2 separate regions of the Sus scrofa genome follow, and region 1 is linked to region 2. A link is a contact called in public HiChIP or PLAC-seq data. All regions are on one chromosome and are shown on one strand. The core of a region is the stretch at or near the end of the contact, and the rest is flanking DNA. Distances in the headings are between cores, read along the strand shown.

The links. HiChIP or PLAC-seq counts read pairs in DNA pulled down with a chosen protein or histone mark.
Region 1: an H3K27ac HiChIP or PLAC-seq map of alveolar macrophages shows a contact between it and region 2. The contact joins two enhancer-like sites. A contact is called at or near these places in 1 of 5 promoter capture datasets (liver), 18 of 47 Hi-C or Micro-C datasets (adipose tissue, alveolar macrophages, blood and 9 more) and 2 of 2 datasets of contacts at active chromatin or transcription factors (alveolar macrophages and skeletal muscle).

The regions. Positions count from the first base shown.
Region 1 is chr2:49,128,081-49,133,305 of Sscrofa11.1, forward strand. No RefSeq gene overlaps it. Among named protein-coding and RNA genes, the nearest start is that of AMPD3, 46 kb to the left of the region's middle. Within about 2 kb of position 2,666, at least 2 of the 83 cell types and tissues checked have an H3K27ac peak or open chromatin away from gene starts, as enhancers often do. A contact at or near this core is called in alveolar macrophages, where this site is marked.
Region 2 is chr2:49,055,973-49,061,606 of Sscrofa11.1, forward strand. It overlaps AMPD3 (AMP deaminase 3), which reads right to left. Exons shown (of 15, transcript XM_013994571.2): 3 at 1,010-1,214. Among named protein-coding and RNA genes, the nearest start is that of AMPD3, 26 kb to the right of the region's middle. Within about 2 kb of position 2,874, at least 16 of the 83 cell types and tissues checked have an H3K27ac peak or open chromatin away from gene starts, as enhancers often do. A contact at or near this core is called in alveolar macrophages, where this site is marked.

The DNA of each region.
Region 1 (5,225 bases), core at 1,416-3,915, 72 kb after region 2:
CTCTCCTCCTTCCCCCTCCCACTCTTTATCTTCTTTCTGGGGCCAGAAGTGGGTGTTGGTTTATTTCCTTTCCATAATATCTTCCTCCTTTCTGCCTCATGAGTAAGCCTTAGGGACTGGCATAGTGACACTCCCAAGGCCAGAGCTTTCTAGTGGGAGTGCCTCCAGCGGGCCATGGGTATGAAGAAAGTGGTATGGTGATGCCCACAGCCCTGAGGTGAGTGGGCAGCTACAGCACATGGGCTGGTCACTCCTGGGGAGAGCTTGGCCTATAGATCTCCTTGGAGGGCCACCTCCCTTAAGTTCGACCCTTTTGGCGCAAGGACAATGATCTTTCCCCAATCATTCAGGGAGGGGGGGGGCCCTCCACCACCTGCACATGTCCCCTGGCCACCAACTACAGAGTGTGGACCAGGAGGCATGTGTGTCCAGGAACTGCAAAGTGCCCGCCAAGGGATGGGGGCAGGACAAGGAGAGCAGGAGGGGGCTCCTGGTGGGCACAGCATCAGATGGCAGTGCTGAATCTCTCCACAAATAGCTATAGAAGCTATGCAATTTATTGTCCAAACTGGTACACTTTATTTTTAAAAATCAACTAAAGGAGTTCCCTTCCTGGCTCAGTGGTTAACGTACCCAACAAGGATCCATGGGGGTGCAGGTTCGATCTCTGGCCTCGCTCAGTGGGTTAAGAATCCAGCATAGCTGTGAGCTGTGGTGTAGGTCAAAGACACGGCTCAGATCCTGTGTTGCTGTGGCTATGATGTAGGCCGGTGGCTACAGCTCCGATTAGACCCCTAGCCTGGGAACTTCCATATGCTTCGGGTGTGGTCCTGAAAAGGATAAATAAATAAATAAATAATAAATAAATAAAATCAACTTGAATGAAGTATCATTTACATATAATAAAATGCACCTATTTTATAAATGCACAGTACTACGAGTGTTGACAGTTGTTAACACAGGTGATCCACCAGGGTAACCACTGCTGCAACCAAGACAGAAATCTGTGCCATTACCCCAAATTTCCTAGGTACCCCTTTGCAGTTATTCCCCCCTCTCTCTACCCCCACTGCTGCCTCAGACAACTATTCATCTGCTCTCCATCACTGCAAATGTGTTGTGCCTGTTCTAGAATTTCAAATAAATGGAATCAATCATCTTTTGTGTGTGTACTTTCTTTCATCTGGCTTCTTTCACTCAGAATAATATTTTTGAGATTTATCCATGTTATGTATATCAACAACACCAAATGCATGGACTTTTTTCTTTTTTTTTTTTTTTTTTTTTTTTTTTTTGTCTTTTTGCTATTTCTTGGGCCGCTCCTGCGGCATATGGAGGTTCCCAGGCTAGGGGTCGAATCGGAGCTGTAGCCGCCGGCCTACGCCAGAGCCACAGCAACACGAGATCCAAGCCGAGTCTGGCAACCTACACCACAGCTCGCAGCAACGCTGGATCGTTAACCCACTGAGCAAGGGCAGGGATCGAACCCGCAACCTCATGGTTCCTAGTCGGATTCGTTAACCACTGCGCCATGACAGGAACTCCTTTTTTTTTTTTTTTTTTTTTTTGAGTGAAAGAAGATGCTATGAATAGTCATGTCAAGTCAGAAAGCATAAATCAGAACCCTTTCAGGACAAGTCAGGACAATGGTTACTCTACATATATGGGCCACTTCTTATCTCTTGGCAGCAGCCAAGCTTTTTTTAGTTACGTCCAGCCTGGCTGCAAGGTGACTGCTCTAAAAATGCATGTGTGTGCTGCAAATTAATGCTTCGTCATTATCTCAGTATGCTCAAATCCAAGAGATCTGATGGATACTAAATCCAATGCCTTATCACAAGAAATTTTAACACTGCATTTGTCAATGGAAGAAAAGAAAAGGCTTATAGTCTTTAACCATAATTTCAACAGCTGTAAATATTTGAGTGGTTAAATTTTTTTGTCATTTTTTATCACCAGTTTCTATGAATGAATTTTCTTGTCAATGATGATTATCAAGAATTCCAGGAAATCATTAAAAATCTCAATCAGAAATTTAATGCTGCCATTTCAGTTCAAAATTATATATAAAAAGATATGGGAGTTCCCGTTGTGGCTCAGTGGGTAATGAACTCAGCTAGTACCCTGAGTGGGTTCAATCCCTGGCCTCGCTCAGTGGGTTAAGGATTCGGCATTGCCGTGAGCTGTGGTGTAGGTCACAGACGCAGCTTGGATCCCGCGTTGCTGTGGCTCTGGCATAGGCCAGCAGCTGTAGCTCCGATTCAATCCCTAGCCATGGAACTTCCATGTGTCACGGGTGCCGCTCTAAAAAGACAAAAGATAAATAAATAAATAAATAAATGTTAGTAGGAGCAAGCTCATGTTTAATAATAGTATATTTGAAAATATTTATTTTGTATTTTATCCAAATTCAATATTACTAGTTTACTTTGTATCTTACTATAACGATAAAACATGAAAAAAAAAAGATGTGCATTTTTTTCACTAAGGACCACAGGAGGGGAGGGGGAGCACTCACCCTGTTCAGTATCCCCAAATCTCCTTCAGTTTACCCTAGTGCGACATACAATATACTCATTTTCTCTGTGCTCGAGGGAGGCATTAGGCAACTCAGGCCCAATCTATGGGGAAGTGGTAGCCCCAGCTGGAAGCCTGCTCTCTTGCTAAAGAAGTCTCTCCTGCCCTCTAGTGATAATTAGAGTAACTGAGTCTCCTCGGGAAATCAGTGACGTAAGGGGTTATTAAGCATCAGTTTTATACTTGCAAAAAGACCACAGGCATTACACCTGCCTTGGGTCTTGGCAGGGGCAAGCCTTCATAGGTATCCCCCCTGTTGCTCCGTGGGGTCTGGGGAGGTCCAGGCCGTGGCTCTTATTCCATGATTCCACCACCTCTCCCCCGCACCTTCTCCACTACTACAGATGGGCAAAACCTCCAACTTCCAGGCAAAATCTCCAGCGTCCCCAGCCAGAAAACCACCCTTGCCATCATCTAGAATCACCCGCCACTGAACTTCCCCATCCACACCAGATGCAAGGACCACAGGAGGGGAGGGGGAGCACTCACCCTGTTCAGCAATCTGATATCAACAGGCAAGCTCCAGGCCCCAAGTATCCAGGGGATTTGAGGTCCCCTTGGCACATCGAGAGAAAGGAAGCCAACTCCACCATAACAATTCTTGTGCCCCCACCCCAAGGTAGCAGCAGCAGGCAGCAAGCAGCTACCAAGAGGCAACGCAAAATCCATCAGCTGATAGATGAAGTACCTATTTCCAAACACCAATGTGTAGGAATTCCTGTTGTGGCGCAGCAGGTTAAGGACCCGACGTTGTCTCTGTGAGGATGCGGGTTCAATCCCTGGCCTCGCTCAGTGGGTCAAGGATCCAGCGCTGCTGCAAACTGGGTGCAGGCCAGCAGCTGCAGCTCTGATTTGACCCCTAGCCCAGGAATTTCCATATGCTGCAGGTGCAGCCATAAAAAGAAGGAAAAAAACATCAATGTATAGTTACATAAGTGAAAATTATATGAAAATTGGAACATATAGAAATTGAGGATCATTTATTCAGGTAGCAAAGAAATTGAGGACAACAAGGTTCTCCTCTGAATGAGAACTATAGACCATTTACTTTTTTTTTTTTTTTTTTTTTTGTCTTTTGTCTTTTTAGGGCTGCACTCACGGCATATGGAGGTTCCCATATGGGGTCTAATCGGAGCTGTTGCGGCCGTCCTATGCCACAGCCATAGCAACACCAGATCCAAGCCACATCTTCTACCTATGCCACAGCTCGTGGCAATGCTGGATCCTTAATCCAGTGAGCGAGGCCAGGCATTGAATCCACATTCTCATGGATATTAGATGGGTTAGTTAACCACTGAGCCGCGACGGGAACTCCAGACCATTTACTATCAAGATAACTTCAGTTCTGCTCTGAGTCCACATCCAAAAACCACCAATTCTAGGAGTTCCTGTCATGGCACAGTGGAAACAAATCTGACTAGGAACCATGAGGTTGTGGGTTTGATCCCTGGCCTCGCTCAGTGGGTTAAGGATCCCGAGTTGCTGTGGCTGTGATATAGGCCAGCAGCTACAGCTCTGATTCAACCCCTAGCCTGGGAACCTCCATGTGCCGCAGGTGCGGCCCAAAAAAAAAAAAAAAAAAAAAAAACAAACCTCAAATTCTATACAGTACATTCTAGTATTCAATTCTGTCCCATCTTCATCCTCATCTGCCACATTTGGAGACCTCAGCACCCACCCCCTCGCCAGCTTGCCAGGAAATGTCATCTCAGACTTGGTAGTTAATTAATCCCTTTTCTCTGGACTATGTAAATGGGGCCATAAAGCAGCTCTCCTGTGCCTCCCAGGATGTCAATCTCCAGATCAGTGGGGCCCCACTGGACAAGACTGCAGTCATCAGCTGATAAACACCACTGAGTCACCATATGGCCGAGTTCTAATGATCTCTTGAGGACTCTTCCCTGAAGCCCTATCATACTGGTCTTTATAAAGATGAATTTTATCATGGGTTCTATATTGGGTAGGACTTTTTGGTTTCAGGAAGCAGCACACACACACACACACACCACACACACACACACACACACCACACACACACACACCACACACACACACACACACACACACACACACACGTGACTAATTGGACACACACAAGCAAAAAGAAAAAGGGTCCATGAAACTAAAAAGTCCCAGGGTTGGGTATATTCAGGCAAAGCATTCTAAGTGGCTCAAAGAATGGCACTGGTCCAGCTCAGCCTCTGCTCTGCCCTCCTCCTGGTTAACTTCAATCTCAAATATCACAGCTACAGTAAAATGACTCCCAGCACATCCAAGCCTTCATCTTCCCAGACACAAGTCAAATGGGGAAAGATCAACTCTCTTCCCCAAAGCTCCAGCCCAAGTCCTGGAATTCACTCTGATAGACGGCTCCCGAGGCACATACTGTCACCCGAACTAAGTGCCATGGTCAACTGATGGAACAGGACACACGCCCAATGCGTCCATGCTGTGCTCTCCGCTAAAGTCTGGCCACCAAAGGCAGCAACAAATTCCAGTTCCCTCTCCTGAGTCAAACCATCTGCCTGTGACCCCTGCCAGGTCTCTCCTGACTTCAACTCCTACAGATTTTTCTTCTTCTTTTTTCTCTTCTTCAGAATTCTTTCCTTTTCTTCCCTGTGCTGTCCATCCAGAGGGCTACCCTTTGA
Region 2 (5,634 bases), core at 1,624-4,123:
CAGGGGTGTGCTCTGCAGATGTGCAGCCAGCCCCAGTAAAACCTCAGGCGCTGGGTCTCTATGAGCTTTCATGGTAGACGAGTTTCACACATGCTGTCACACTTTAATGCAGAGGGAACTGATTTTGCTCTGGCCACTCCACTGGAAGGGATTCCTGGGAAAAGCTTGACATTAGCCTCCTCCAGACTCTCACCCACTTCTTCCCTTGGCTGCCCTGGCTCTGCATCCTTGCACAGCAACAGATCCTAGTCATGAGTATAGCCATGTGCCGAGTCCTAGGAGTCCTCTTGGCAAATCATGGAACCCAGAGGTGGTTTGGGGGACCCCAACAAAGGAGGAGAGTTGGGCCGATGAAACGGAGGTAGGTGTTCCCGCCTGCACACCCCGGGCCAGCCTCAGTGCTGCAGACTGAACCTCAAGGCAGCTGCTACTGCACCCAGCAAATGAAGTGGCAAAGCCTGGACCTGATGAGGGTGAGCATCATCATTTTCAGCTAAGAAAATACCTGGGTCCTTCAGAAGGAAAGACCAAAACTTCTGTGTGCTCAGTCTGCCGCTTTGCCAACCCCAGGCTTCTGACTCCACTGGCAATCGCCCCAATTCACCCCGTCCACAAGCGCTTATGTGTTATGGGACAGACCCTGGCCATAGATTTCATTTGGTCCTCACTGCAAGCTCTTTCGCACCTGGGCGAACGGAGACCCAGAGAGAATAAATCACAGGAAGTGACAAAGTCAAACTTCAGACTCTGATCTGATTGATTTCCAAAGTCCAAGGATGCTCTGTTTTCCCAGAGCGGCCTCGTCTCAGAAATGAATGAGATAAATTACCCCCTTCCAGGGAGTTCATCAATCTTGGTCTGCTGGGCAAAGCGCGTGTGGCAGAAACCTGAACATGCTCAGGGAGACAAGCAGCTACACAGACAGTTGTTTATAAGAGGGGATGAGCGATGCAGCAGAGGGAGGTACCAGCTGGAGCACAGAGCCCTCAGAGAGCGGGAGTCGCCTTACCCCAGCACAGTAATCTCCGCTGATGGTGACCCGCTGGAACTCGGGCATGGCATACAGTGCAGGCGCGGGCTGGGAAGTGATTCCAGGGAGCACAGGGGTTGCAGGAGACATGGCCGGACTGGCTGTTGGGGGTCCCTTCCAATCTTGCTGCGTCGGCATTTGCAGAGACAGGGACTGGGACCGAATCATCTTAAAACTTTTCTTTCTAAAAGTCAAGAGCAAGGAAATGTGAGAGATAGAAGCAGCTAATTTGAGGGGAGTGATAAAAGAGTCTTTGTTCTGGACATGGCAGGACAATCTGACTCTGATTAATCACTAGTGCTGGACCCATTATTAAGAAGTTTCTAGGAGTTCCTGTTGTGGCTCAGAGGTAACGACCCCGACCAGTAGCCATGAGGATAAGGGTTTGATCCCTGGCCTCCCTCAGTGGGTTAAGGATCCAGCATGGCCATGAGTTGCGATGTAGGTCATAGACGCAACTCAGATCTGGTGTGACTATGGCTATGGTGTAGGCTGGCAGCTGCAGCTCTGATTCAACCCCAAGCCCAGCAACTTTTTTTAGGGCCATGGAAGCAGCCCTTAAAAAAAAAAAAAAAAAAAAATTCTCAACTCTGACTAGCATCCATGAGGACATAGGTTCGATCCCTGGCCTTGCTCAGTGGGTTTAGGATCTGGCTTTGCCATGAGCTTCGGTGTAGGCCACAGACCAAAGCTTGGATGTGGTGCTGCTGTGGCTGTGGCATAGGCTGGAGGCTGCAGCTCCAATTTGACCCCTAGCCCGGGAACCTCCATATGCCAAGGGTACAACCACCACCCCCAAAAAAGTTTCTAATTATTCATGCCTTCCTCTCCCTGAATGCAATACTCTAGGCACCCTGTGGTCACTAAGAACTGCTGTGGGCTGTGTTTGCAGGGTGCGTGGAGCATCGGAGTAGGCAAATGTCTCAGGAGACAGAGGGAAGACTGATCTGTGGGGGTCTAACTCTGAGGGCAGACGAGGTGAGGACCATGTCAAATCAACCAGCATGCTGTCTTCAGATAAAGCCAGACCCTGAGTCCCAGTACACAGAGTCTCAGATAATCACCGTGCATTTCACAGAGTTAGAAAACGGGGGCACTGGAGCCAGAAAAGCTCATGCCATCAACCCGTCCCACCTCCTGTTTTCATAAAGGACTCAGGGGACCAGGGATGGGAAACAAATTCTACAAAGTCATGGCCAGGTGGCAGCTAGCCCTTCGCACCCCACCTCCCTGGCAGCCTGTCACCCTGGCTGCTCCTTCCTGCAGCCTGACATGTGCCTTCCTGGCTGCTCTGGGCAGGCACAGATCTGTTATTGGAAAGGGACTGATCAGCATCAATTCCAGTCCTCTCAACTTGTCACCTTGGCACCAAAGGCTGATTTCACAAACTCCTGGGGAAGCAGGTGCAAGGTTGGTTTCAAATGCCACAAGCTCATGCTTATCTGCAATGCTGACTTAGGAACATTCATTTTCCTGTTAACTAATTAGTAATGTTTCAAACGACACCACCCCAAGTCCTAGGATCCCCAGGAAGAAAGTCAGGCAAGAGGGAGGTGAGGACCTCAGCACTTCCTCTCCCATGTCTTTTTCTGCCTCTGAGGGAACCCAGACCCCCAGCAATGCCAGAAACCAGCTGACCAGAGGGCCCAGCAGTGGGCCAACTAGCCCGGTACAACCAGAGCCTCCAGCCAAGAATTCAAGAGCAACTGTGACCACTCCCTGCCCCCAAAGCCCACAAAAACCCCTCCTCTTCTCCAGGCACCAGTGACATCTACAGGGTATGGAGAAATTTGTTATCTCCAAACGGACCTCATGACTCACCCGAAACCAGCTATCTTCCTCCTGGCTCTTGGCCAGGTCTCTCCTCACTGATCCATGGCCAATTTACAGGAACTACAGTTCCCTGACCTCTCTCTACACCCAATGCTTGCCATGGCTCTCTGGTCACTATCCACCCACGTGTGTTATCACTTCTTTGGGGACAAGGCTATTTCTACCTGGAAAATGGAGGCAGCCCCTTTATCAGAAGTCTGTCTTTGCCCTGCCCTTAAATGCTAGGTTATTCAGGAAACCCAGGCTGAACTTCAGGAACCTCCAGCCCAGGTTTTCCCCAGCTTGCCCTCCATCTATCACATGGAGCTGAGTCAAGCATCTTGTCCCAAGAAAGAGGCCAACTGATGCCTGTCAATCATTCCTCAGAGGCAGGCCCACGTTGAGTAATGAGGTTCCCACTTTGGCATCTTTGGGATGGTCACACCTAGAAGAAAAGCCATTACGTTGGGCTCCGTCTCATGTTCTGACAGGCCCCATGAGACCCTGACTCCTGTGTCACTCACATGCCTGCTAGGTCACTATCTTTATCTCCATGCCAACTTAACCCCCACAAGCCTCAGCCAATGCTGCCTAAGGACCAGTCCTGATAAGGAAAGAACCGAGGTAACATCTAAGGTGAACAACAGGTTAAAAAGGCTTTAAAAAATAATAATAATAACTCGGAAGTTCCCATCATGGCTCAGTGGTAACGAGCCCAACTAGGATCCATGAGGACTCAGGTTCAATCCCTGGCCCTGCTCAATGGGTTAAGGATTCAGCATTGCCGCAAGCTGTGGTATAGGTCACAGACATGGCTCAGATCCCACATTGCTGTGGCTGTGGTGTAGGCTGGCAGCTGCAGCTCTGATTTGACCCCTAGCCTGGGAACCTCCATATGCCATGGAGTGTGGCCCTAAAAAGACAAATAATAATAACCCAACCATGATCAGAAAGCTGGAAGGCTGCCTAAGCCAAGAGCCCACCAGGCTTGTCCAAGAAACATCCATACTCCTCTGCCACAGAGAAGACACCAGTACCCACCAGCTGTGTCCCCAAGTTCACCTTCTTAAAGACACCCATTATGGCTCCAGCCTTGGACTTGAGGTGAGCCCCAGAAGGTCACATGTGGACATCCATGGGCTGGGAGCTCTGACTCTGCAGGGACAATGGACAGGTTTGACAACAGATGGGTCAACTCCTCATCAACCATGGGCAAGGGCTTGCAATAAACCAGCATTAACCACCAAACTTGTCTCCACGAAAACTAAAAAAGCTAAATGGAGGGAGTTCCCATTGTGGCTCAGCAGGTTACAAACCCAACAAGTATCCATGAGGATGTGGGTTCGATGCCAGGCCTCACTCAGTGGGTTAAGGATCCTGCGTTACTATGAGCTGTGGTGGTCGTCGCAGGTGCAGCTTGGATCCCGAGTTGCTGTGGCTGTGGTGTAGGAGGGCAGCTGCAGCTCTGATGCAACCCCTAGCCTGGGAACTTCCATATGCCGCACATGTGGCCCTAAAAAGCAAAGCAAAGCAAGAGAGACAGAGAGAGACAGAGGGAGAGGAAGGAAGGAAGCGGGGGAGGGAGGGAAGGAGAGAGAGAGATAGGAAGGAAGGAAAGAAGAAGAAAAGAAGAATGGAGCCCCAGGAAAGAGCCCTGTGCTTATCTTCTGCGGCTGTGCTACGCATTGCCAGAAGCCTGGTGACTTCAAGCCCCCAGTTGCTGGCTCACAGCTCAGGAGGTGAGATATCCAAGTGAGCCTGGCTGAACTCTATGCCCCAGGTATCAAAGGCCAAAATCAAGGGGTTATCCACACTGGGCTCTTAACAGAAGATCCTGGAGAAGCATCCACATCCAAGCTCATGCAGGTGTTTAGCAGAATTCAGTTCCACATGGCCCTAGACCGGCCCCGGTTCCCCACTGGCTACTGGGCAAGAGTAGGCCTCTGCTTCTTGCACATAGCGCCCTCTGTCTTCAAAGCCTGGCACTGGTGCTTGGAATCCTCCCTCACTACTGCTGAGAAAGCTCTCTTGCACTAAGGGTGCGAGAGATCAGATCAGGCCCATTCATAACCTCCCCATCTTCAGGTCCACAGAGTCACACACCACAGCGTAATCACAGGATCGATGTCTCATCCTATTAAAGGGTCTGGAGATTAGGGAAAGACACTTCCTGGGGGACATTTTAGAAGTTCTGTCAACCACCCATATCTAGTATCCATTCGGTACTGCTGAGGCTCAGCCACAAAGGGGCAACTGAGTGACCAAGAATTTGCAGATATGTGTGTGTATGTCCACACGTCTGTCCTTTCTCTCCCAAAGCTGCTGAAGCTCCACGTGTGTCACGAGAATGAAGAAGTTATCATAAGCTTTTTTCTGAATTATAGAACCATGAAGTGTCCTGGTTAGAAAGGGCTTTACAGATCACATGCCCCAATCCTCTCACTAAGGCAGCCTTTGCTTGAATACCTCAAGCGACAGTGAGCTCACTCCATTTCTGAGTAAAACATCCACTGTCAATCATTTATTCAAAAACCATTTACCAAGCACCTACTCTGGGCCAGGCCAGTGCTAAGCACGTAAATACAAGGTGAACAAAACATGAGCTGTTGCCACTGTTAGAAAGCACTTCCTTGTGATGAGCCAAGATCTGTCTGTCCACAGTTCCACCTGTTGCACCCCATGTTAGCTCTTGGGACACAGAGTAAGCCAGCTCGCTCTGCCACAGCTGGCCCGCCCCTTCCTTCCCCTACCCACATGTCCATCTGGCAGAAACTCACTTCTGCCAAAGACCT